Regions from separate parts of the Mus musculus genome. Here region 2 is linked to region 1. Evidence: chromatin contacts called from public Hi-C data. All regions are on one chromosome and are shown on one strand. The core of a region is the stretch at or near the end of the contact, and the rest is flanking DNA. Distances in the headings are between cores, read along the strand shown. Region 1 overlaps Hdac9 (histone deacetylase 9). Region 2 has its middle 34 kb from the start of Mir680-3.

Evidence for each region. A called contact is a pair of places that touch in the nucleus more often than the background predicts.
Region 2: a Hi-C map of DN2 thymocytes shows a contact between it and region 1, with 6 times the contacts expected there. The contact joins two enhancer-like sites. A contact is called at or near these places in 2 of 39 promoter capture datasets (the 3T3-L1 cell line and the C10 cell line), 3 of 15 datasets of contacts at CTCF or cohesin (the NIH/3T3 cell line, large pre-B cells and pro-B cells), 38 of 484 Hi-C or Micro-C datasets (3T3-L1-derived adipocytes, the 4T1 cell line, the AML12 cell line and 28 more), 5 of 115 datasets of contacts at active chromatin or transcription factors (the 230-238 cell line, bone marrow-derived macrophages, large pre-B cells and 2 more) and 1 of 9 other capture datasets (adipose tissue).

What each region holds. Positions count from the first base shown.
Region 1 is chr12:34,678,498-34,683,210 of GRCm38.p6, forward strand. The region is part of intron 3 of Hdac9 (histone deacetylase 9); the gene reads right to left. Among named protein-coding and RNA genes, the nearest start is that of Gm46347, 110 kb to the right of the region's middle. Within about 2 kb of position 2,199, at least 31 of the 459 cell types and tissues checked have an H3K27ac peak or open chromatin away from gene starts, as enhancers often do. A contact at or near this core is called in DN2 thymocytes, where this site is marked.
Region 2 is chr12:35,158,547-35,163,259 of GRCm38.p6, forward strand. No RefSeq gene overlaps it. Among named protein-coding and RNA genes, the nearest start is that of Mir680-3, 34 kb to the right of the region's middle. Within about 2 kb of position 2,740, at least 3 of the 459 cell types and tissues checked have an H3K27ac peak or open chromatin away from gene starts, as enhancers often do. A contact at or near this core is called in DN2 thymocytes, where this site is marked.

The DNA.
Region 1 (4,713 bases), core at 949-3,448:
TTGTTGTTGTTATTGTTGTCAATGTCTTGTTTTATTGCACTGTGATCAGATAATATGGTACACATGAAATTTGACACATAAATTAATGCCTGCCAAAAACTGACAGACAAACATAATGCAACATAAACACAAACTCAAGTGTCTTGCACAGCAGTAAACTCTTGATAAGAAAACTTAAGGAAGTTCCTCCTCACAACATATTACTTTTGATACTTCAAAAAGTTCTCCAACTGTGAAATTAAGCCAGGTCTTTACATTCCCAGTGTCACAAGAATCACAATGATATCTCTGCATTCACTAACCAGTAACTGACCTTCTACTGAATGTGAAAAGGGAAGACTCTCTCTAGTATCAGCACAGAAAGAAAGGCTTGAGTGAGCTGTGGGAACCAACCATCTAAAGAGCCGCCATCTTTAATTCTTAAGGATGTTTCACTGATGCAGTAATAGAATCCTCAAGGCTCAGTGTCTGGCCAACCATTCTATGCCTTCTGCCCAGCTTCGTAAGCAGTCAGCTGGGACCCTATATAGGTTTGTTAATTGAATATAGGGGTTGTAAAACAAACAAACAAACAAACAAACAAATGAAATGGAAATGGTGAAAGGTTTCTTAATGCAAAACCACTAAAAATATACCCTCAAATTAAATATGCACAACAAATCTAAGACTTTCTAAAAGCTCTCTACGGGAGCTTCACCACAGCCGGGTTCTGGCACAATCAGTGATCTGTGCATTGTGCCAATGATGCATGAAACACCAACAGACTCAACTTGAAACACCCTGGCTGGAAAGCAGACCACCATTGGTTAGAAGCTGCATTCCTTCCCTTCCTGAACTTGAGTATTCATTAGTTGTATGAAGAAAACAATATTACAGAGAAGAACCCATGGTCAGGCAACTAGAGAGGGGCTTTAGTTTGTTTTTAGAGAAATCAGAGAGGGAGAGGGTTAGGGAAAGGGATGAAGAGGGGGAAGAAAATAAGACAGAGTAGGATGAGGAAGTAGAAGAAGAGGAGAGAATGCAATTTAAGCAAAGCTACAAGTCCCAGTTTAGAACAGCGGAGCTCTGTCTGTTCAGTGGGAGGCAGAAATCACCAAGGAAATGCTCCACAGGCCACGATCTAACATTCATTGGTCAATCATCTTGCCTGTGGAATGTTTGAGCTCTCATTTCTTTTGAAATTCTTAAGCTAGGAAATAATCAAAATGATTATTAAGCATCCATATATTATTTTCTTCCTTTCTAGAAACAGTTTCAGTCAGTACTGCAGAGAAACAGACAGCATTGGTTTTAAACCATTGAATGCACAGGTGACTTCCGGGTGTACTCCTGGAAGGTACAGGGAGCCTGGAGAGTCTGTTGTCTGTGCTGCTGCCCTGCTTCAGAGTCAGCATCAGGATGGATGCTTCCATTGACTGCTACCCTGCTTCAGACTCAGCATCAGGATGGATGCTTCCATTGACTGCTACCCTGCTTCAGACTCAGCATCAGGATGGATGCTCCCCTTGACTTCTAGCCCTGAGAAGAGTGAGCACCTGGCCATCCCCATTCCACTGAACTCACTCTTTCTGTTTCTGAGTTTATAATCATGAGCTTTTACATTTCAGGTAATCCTTCTGAGAACCTATTTATACCATCTAGCAGTGCTAGATAATGAGACACAGCACTTTTAAAAAGAAGTATTTATGGTCACTGACCCTGGCAACTTTGTTCTTCAAAGCAGAGCATCCATTCTGAGCTGCTTTGGCAGTTAAAATTGATAAAAATCAAAAAATAAAAACATGAAACATTTTGATTACATTCTGCAAGCAATGCTTCCGGATCAGAAGTCGCGCCTTATCACCCACTAAAGGAAAGTGCTGGTCTCTCTAGCTCCATTTACTCCATCTGAGCTTATTAGAGACATTTTACATTTTAATTGAAAATGTATTTACTTGAAATAAGCTAGTCGCCCATCACCTTTTCTTTTTATTAAAGAAGATCAGCTTTCTGTTTTGCTGCCAGAATCAGAGGTTAATAACAAAAGTAAAAGACAATTAAGTATGGATGTTTAAAATAAATGGGATTCAGAAATGGATGACATTCTTGATTGTTGGACTAAAATTAAACAGCTAATCTAAATATGACTGACGGGGATGTTGCTGAAGGAACAATTAAAACGGCAACTCTGAGAACTTCATCAAGGAAGTACTCTGTAATTTTCCACTTCACCCTGGGAGCCATAAGCAAGGCCTGTGAGTTGGTCCTGTCTGCTTATGGTTAGGGCAACAAAGAAGTCTGTTCTTAATTTTTCTGCTCGAGCTGTGGCCCAGTGTTATGTCTGGGAAAGCTCCCTTGATCTTAAATCTCCGTGATTCTCTTAAGGTGACTTGTCCCACGTTACCAAATCAGGAGCCCAGGGGCTGAAGCTGTGTCTTTGCTGTTTGTCTCAGGGTTATTCTTTCTTCATAGTCCAATTTGCATAACTTTATTGTTTTGTGGATTCTAAGCCTGTGAATTTATTACCAAGGCACCTGCCAGTGTTTCTGTATTTAAGAAACTGTCAGCAGTTTCTATTTTGGGGGTTTTAAGTTTGCTACAAAAATTCACTCTGGGTTGAATTTTGGCATGTGTTATAGGGTTACAAACCAAAAGTGAATTATTTTTAGAAAAAGGGAGGGAGCTGAGGGAAATAGTTCTTTCTTTTTTGCTTGAGGTATACAAAATGTAAAATAAAAACCAGAAGTTGGTGGTTACAAAAGGGTCCTAAGAGATTAATTCTCTTTTGTTTTTCTGACATTCACAGGCTTTCAACCCATTAACCCACATTGCAGACTAGTGTCCTGAGAGAGTGTGGCAAAATATTAAAACTATATGTCCTTTTGACAGGCAAGATGTGTTATGTACCCACTAATTTTAATAATGAAACACCAATTTGAGTAAAAGAATAGACTTACCAGAGATTAAACTAGAACCAGCCACCAGACTCAATCCACACATGCTTACTGTCAACATTCAAGAAGGCATCATGGCACCAGACAATCCACATGCCTACTGTCAACATACAAGACAGATATTACTGAGCCGGACAACTAGGGATATTCCAAGTCATGTGTCTTTAGAAGTTTTATCTCTGAAAAGAGTCTTCAAAACCTAAGTCTTTATTTTTGATAGATAAGAAACAGATAAAACTATCTATTCTTTTTGAAAATAATATTGAAAACGCTTATCATCCCCAAACATGAAACTATACATGTTTGGTGTAGTATCATGCCTTCACATTATCTTCACACAAGAAAATGAATCTTAGGCAATGAAATATCCAAAAAGTATCTTGTAAGTAACACACATACTATTTCCAATGCAAACATATTCTAGCTAGCTGAACAGAGTATCGATTTATTGATCACACGCCTCTTAAGCACCCTGTAAGGCTGGGCCCGGACACAGAAAGTCGGACTAGAAAGTTCAAATAATAGCGGGACAGTAAGGAGAATGTTTTTCCATTCCAAAAGTTTTTTGCTCTTCATTATTTTAAATTACATTTTTATTGTTTGAGAATTTCATACATACATACACATATATAATGTAGTTTCATCAGATACCAACTCCGAATCCCTCCTCTATAACTGACCCATCCCCAGATTTCATTTTCCTCCTAACTTCATTTGCTTTGTTTTTTTTTGTTTTGTTTTGTTTAATATTTTTTATTATTACGTATTTTCCTCAATTACATTTAGAATGCTATCCCAAAAGTCCCCCATACCCTCCCCCCCCCCACTTCCCTACCCACCCATTCCCACTTCTTGGCCCTGGCGTTCCCCTGTACTGGGGCATATAAAGTTTGCGTGTCCAATGGGCCTCTCTTCCCAGTGATGGCCGACTAGGCCATCTTTTGATACAGATGCAACTAGAGTCAAGAGCTCCGGGGTACTGGTTAGTTCATAATGTTGTTGCACCTACAGGGTTGCAGATCTCTTTAGCTCCTTGGATACTAAATGCATTGAATGCACTTACTGGTGTGTGTGTGTGTGTGTGTGTGTGTGTGTGCGTGTGTGTGTGTGTGCGTGCATAGATACAATTCCATCTACTAGAGAATGGGTAGCTTCTCCCAGATCATATCCTTGAAGAACTTGACTCTTGTTCCCCTAGCAGCCTAAATTAGTTGTCAAAAGTTCCTCAGTTAGGGGCAAGACTTAATGAGAACTGCCCATCCATGCTGGAATTTTAGCTGACTTGATTTTGAACAGGTCATGTGATATAGTCACACCTACTAATTCCACATGCGCAATGGCACTGTCATGTGCGGCAAGTAATTTCTCCACAGGTGTCCACAGTCTCTAGGTCTTGCAATTTTTTCTACCCTCTTTTGTAATGACACTTAAGCCTTAAAAGGAAAGGGTGTGATGCAGTTTCCATTTAGATCTGCACACAGCAGTCTCTTGTTCCCTGCATGTTGAGCAGTTGTAGGTCTCTGTATTAATCACAATCTATTGCAAAACAGAAGCGTCTCTGATGAAGGCTGAGAGATGAACTCATTTATGACAATAAAAGTTGGAGCTTAAGGATATGGTTTAGTAATAGGCAAACTAAATAGACAATGGGATGCATATAAAAATGGATAAAAGAGAAGTTTTTAAAAGGCAGGATCTATATGGAAGCACTATGGATGAGAAATGTATTCTCGCCTGTAGCCTGAGGATTATGGTCCCTTCAATACGGGTACTGCTCTAC
Region 2 (4,713 bases), core at 1,490-3,989, 480 kb after region 1:
CAAAAGTTAAATCACCTATAGAATTAAGGAGGTAAAATATAAACGTGAAAGTCATCCAGAGAGAGGTCCAATCCCATGGCCAGGAGAGTATTTCTTGTTTTTTTGTTTTGTTTTGTTTTTTAATTCTTTCTTTTTTAGAATTAATCTCTTTTAATTAGGTATTTTCCTCATTTACATTTCCAATGCTATCCAAAAAGTCCCCATTACACCCCCCCCCACTCCCCTACCCACCCACTCCCACTTTTTGGCCCTGGCGTTCCCCTGTACCGGGGCATATACAGTTTGCAAGTCCAATGGGCCTCTCTTTTCAGTGATGGCCGACTAGGCCATCTTTTGATACATATGCAGCTAGAGTCAAGAGCTCCGGGGTACAGGTTAGTTCATAATGTTGTTCCATCTATAGGGTTGCAGATCCCTTTAGCTCCTTGGGTAGTTTCTCTAGCTCCTCCATTGGGGGCCCTGTGGTCCATTCAATAGCTGACTATGAGCATCCACTTCTGTGTTTGCTAGGCCCCGGCAGTGTCTCACAAGAGACAGCTATATCAGGGTCCTTTCAGCAAAATCTTGCTAGTGTATGCAATGGTGTTGGCGTTTGGAAGCTGATTATGGGATGGATCCCCGGATATGGCAGTCTTTAGAGGTCTGTTTCTGGTCAAAGCACGGCAGGAAAGGCATTTCTGTGACTTTCCCAGGATGATAAGGTAAAAATGCAGTACTCTAAACACACCATAAGTTTATCCTAAGGAATAAAATGATAGTTGAGCACAAAGGCCTCAGGCTGCTTCAGAAATGGAAAACACCCTCCCCCAAAATAAAATGAGGCCAAGACTGTGCTGAAATTTGTATGTGAATTTGCTTCAGGAAAGAGAGTAGGCATCTCAAACCAGAGGTGGGGAGCAAGGAGGCAGAGGAAGAAGGCAAGTTAAAGTTGTAAGTTGTCCTAAATAGGCATGTTTACATCCCACCTGTATGTCATTACAATCTTAAACTAGTCTACAAATTCACATTGTAAAGGAATCTTAGGAGCACCAGAAGAAAAGAGAATTCCTTGGCATTCCTGAAACGAGGAAGATGTTTCTAGTGATGACTTGAGAATCCAAGAGGCATGAAATGAAATGAAGGGTTCATTAAAATGCATAACAATCCCTCCAACTTGTAAATTATTCTTAAGCAAAGCTGACAACTTGTAATTAACCTGAAAGCCACCAAAATGCACACCGTATTCACAGGTCTCTCCCAAATTATTTTTAACAACATGCTTTTCACTAGAAAGGCTGTGTGGTATACAGCCTCATCTTGCTCTTCGGCTCAGTGGGGGCTTCTGGCACTTTTTCATAGTGTGTTTCACTGGGAGAATGGTTTCTTTCACCAGCCCACTTTTGATAAAAATGCCCCCCATCTTTTAGCATCAAGTCATTTTTCCCAAAAAGAAGAACTGCACTGTTTAGAAGTGCAGACTCAGGAGTTAACTGCCTATGGTTGAAGTTTTGGCTCTACTGGTTTCAATCTACATGGACTGGGTCTTGTTAATACAAAAATGCATCTGTCTCAGAATAAGAGGTAGTTTACTCCAGGGCTGAAAATGGGTCATTCTAGCCTGGAGGCACTCATTTAGTTTACTCAAAATAGCATGTTCCAATATAACAGTTTCATGAAGGTTTTATAAATCAATACACTTTTCAGATTTTTTTTTTTTGGTGAGACTGTCAGGTGGGTTATGCCAAAGCGAGGAAGACTGTTATAGACTCTAATGATCTAATGACATCCTTGTCCTTTGGCTTGCTGGAAGCTGATGGTGCATTTCATAAATATTTGTCTAATAATCACAAGCTTGGCTGTTAAGTCAAACATGGAAGTATCCAACCAGTGGCTACAAAGGGAGCTGAAGTAACCCATTTGGCTTTGACTGGTCTGACAATCCATGTCTCCACAATCTATGAATCAATTTGCCTTGAGGAATATTAAGAAAAAGTGTGGCTTTTAATTTTGGGAACTGCAGTTTACAGCCTTGAATGTATGCAAAGGATTTGATATTAATAATATCTACATGATACTGCTGTGATTATCTAGCCTGTTGCTATATAAAGGATTTAGAATAGCATCTGACCCAGGATAAGTATGATAGAAATGTCATGCCATCACTGTGCTCTAAACTATAGAAGTTTTGCTGATTTTATAAACATATGCCTTATCATAAAACTCTTTCTCCAAGCATGGTGTGGCCAGTGTAGTCCTGCAATGAGAACAGCTGTGGTAGCCTGCAGGAGATACAAGACTGTCCCCACTAACACGTGCTGCCCATCTTCACAGGTGCCAAGTAGTGAATGATGACCAGGAGAAGGACACTGCCCTCTCTTGATGTAGCCACCCTTGAGATGCCCACACTACTGGAAATTCAACTCATTGGTTGACCAAGGTAGACTTTGGTACAATAATTTCTTTGCTCTTATCTTGGTCTCTTGTCTGTGCTGAGCCGAATTTATTTCTCAAAGAAAGTGATGAGACAATCTTTCTGTATAATGTTAAGGCACCAACCCTGAGAGAAGTTAATGGGAGACCAAGGGAGACTTTGTGTCCTTACTGGGGCCAAGTGAGCGCCAAGGTAAGGCAATTGCTTCCTATGGTTTCCTCCTTTCCAGTGAAGAGCTGCTCAGAAGTGCTCCAGCCGGGATCCTTTCAGTGGGACGCTGGGCTCTGGAAACTGCGGTTTAATTACCTTGCTCTGGGATTGCCCTGCAGTGAGCAGCAGCATCTTAAGTTATGCTCCCCTGGGTGGATGACTCTGATGTTCATATATAAGGCCTTAGGGAAATTAGTCAGGTTCCAGTTCTTTAAAAGGTAAGCCATGGGTTTTCTATAACATCATAAACCAATCCAGAGGAGAGAAGCCCAGTAAGGTTCCAGAGTTCACGTTGCTAACTTTATTGAGATGCAATCACTTTGTAACTGTCTTCAGCACATTGCTCATCTGTGGTTTTCATCCTAATTTCTGTGGAGGTTAGGGGACTGTATTTCTAACCCTGAGCCCGGTGTGTGTATCCTTGATTGATTGATACAATCACGTTAATAGTATAATGCTGCTTTGAAATACTACAGAAAGGGAACGTTTGAAGGTTCAAGACTTACTGTTGTGCTATAAAATTGAAAATTGATGGTGTGTCAGAAAGTTATATGCATTGTAATTGTTCAATCCCAAACCCCAGATTATCAATTCTAAAGCTGGAAAAGTTTCTTAAGCTCATTGAGTGAGTCTGTGGGTGACATTGAGTACTGGAACAGGCACGCATTCATATGTCCAAGTGCACACTTGAAGGTCAGAGGACAATTCTCAAGAACCGGTTCTCTCCTGCCACCTTGTGGGATCTGATAACTTGAATTCATATTTGTCAGGCCAGCCTGCCAGTGTCTCTGTGCACTGAGCCATTTTGCCGACCATAAACTGTATTTTTGAAATGCATCATATGTAACTAAATCTCAGTAAAATTGACTATTAAAATAAAATAATTGATACCATGAAATAGATAATGCATCCACTTAATGCCGGAAGAACCAGTATTTATTCATGACAACATCGTGCTAATGATGAAGCCAGACCCATAAGAGGTCATCAGCTGCAAAGCCTGGATTCTGACAGTAGTATTTGTGATGAGCAAAGCTCCTGTAACAGAGAGAGAGAGAGCCAGGCGTGGGTTTGACATGGGATCTATGTCTTTAAACCTGGTGGGGAGCCTGAATTCTAATATACATTGCCCTGGTTCACCATTTTATTGAGGGGTAGTCTGAGGATGCAGAGGCAGACTGATGCTGAGAATCACAGAGTACTGGGGTACTGATCTATACGCTCTGACATATTGATTCATTTCAGAATCATGGGATGACACTGCTGAAGCAGCAGACACCTTGACTGCACTCCAGGTGTACTGACTTAAAAACAGAACACCATGGGACTTCCATCTTCTAGGTGGGATGAGGTAGAGATTCTGGTCATAACTGATAGGTCTCTGTATGCAGGGCCTTGTTGACCAAGGAGCTCAAGGCAACCCTGTTCTCAGCCTGGCCTTGGCAGCGGACTGATGGGGACAAGGAGTTGAACTCCTTGTTCTATTGCTTGGAGATTCCAGAGCAGAGCTCATGAAGAAGCATGCTTATCTCAGGGACCCAAAACATGGTTTGGCTTTAGTGTTATACCAACATACGTCCCATTTGTTTGTAGGACACAATCACTATGTTACCTGGGCTGTCTCTGAACTCCAGACCTTCCTGTCTCAACCTTCTAAGTAGTGGGATTATAGTTCTGATCCATGTCTGGCTGGTTTTTCCTTCTTCAGAGTAAGTCCATTGTGAGAATAGGAAGTGTTAAACATATTCACCCTAAGTATTAACCAAAATATTAATATACACTTGGATGTAATCAGTGCTAAGGGGTCATGATTCTGGACCTGCATATAGAGATCCACTTGGGCAGTTTTGCATCAATTGCAGTTGGGGTTATTATTAATACATGGTATCATATAAACCTATCATCAGCTCTATAAATTCCTGCCAGCCACCGTTGTACCTGAAGCAGAGAAATCACTAACATTGCTCTTGAAGGTTATAAAGCAAACCCACACACCACAGAGTTCTCAGTGATATTTGTGCCATTGCCCATTTCTCTGCCCCCTCCCCCCTGTGTCCTACAAGACTAATGCTTACATAAGCGTTAATAGAAAC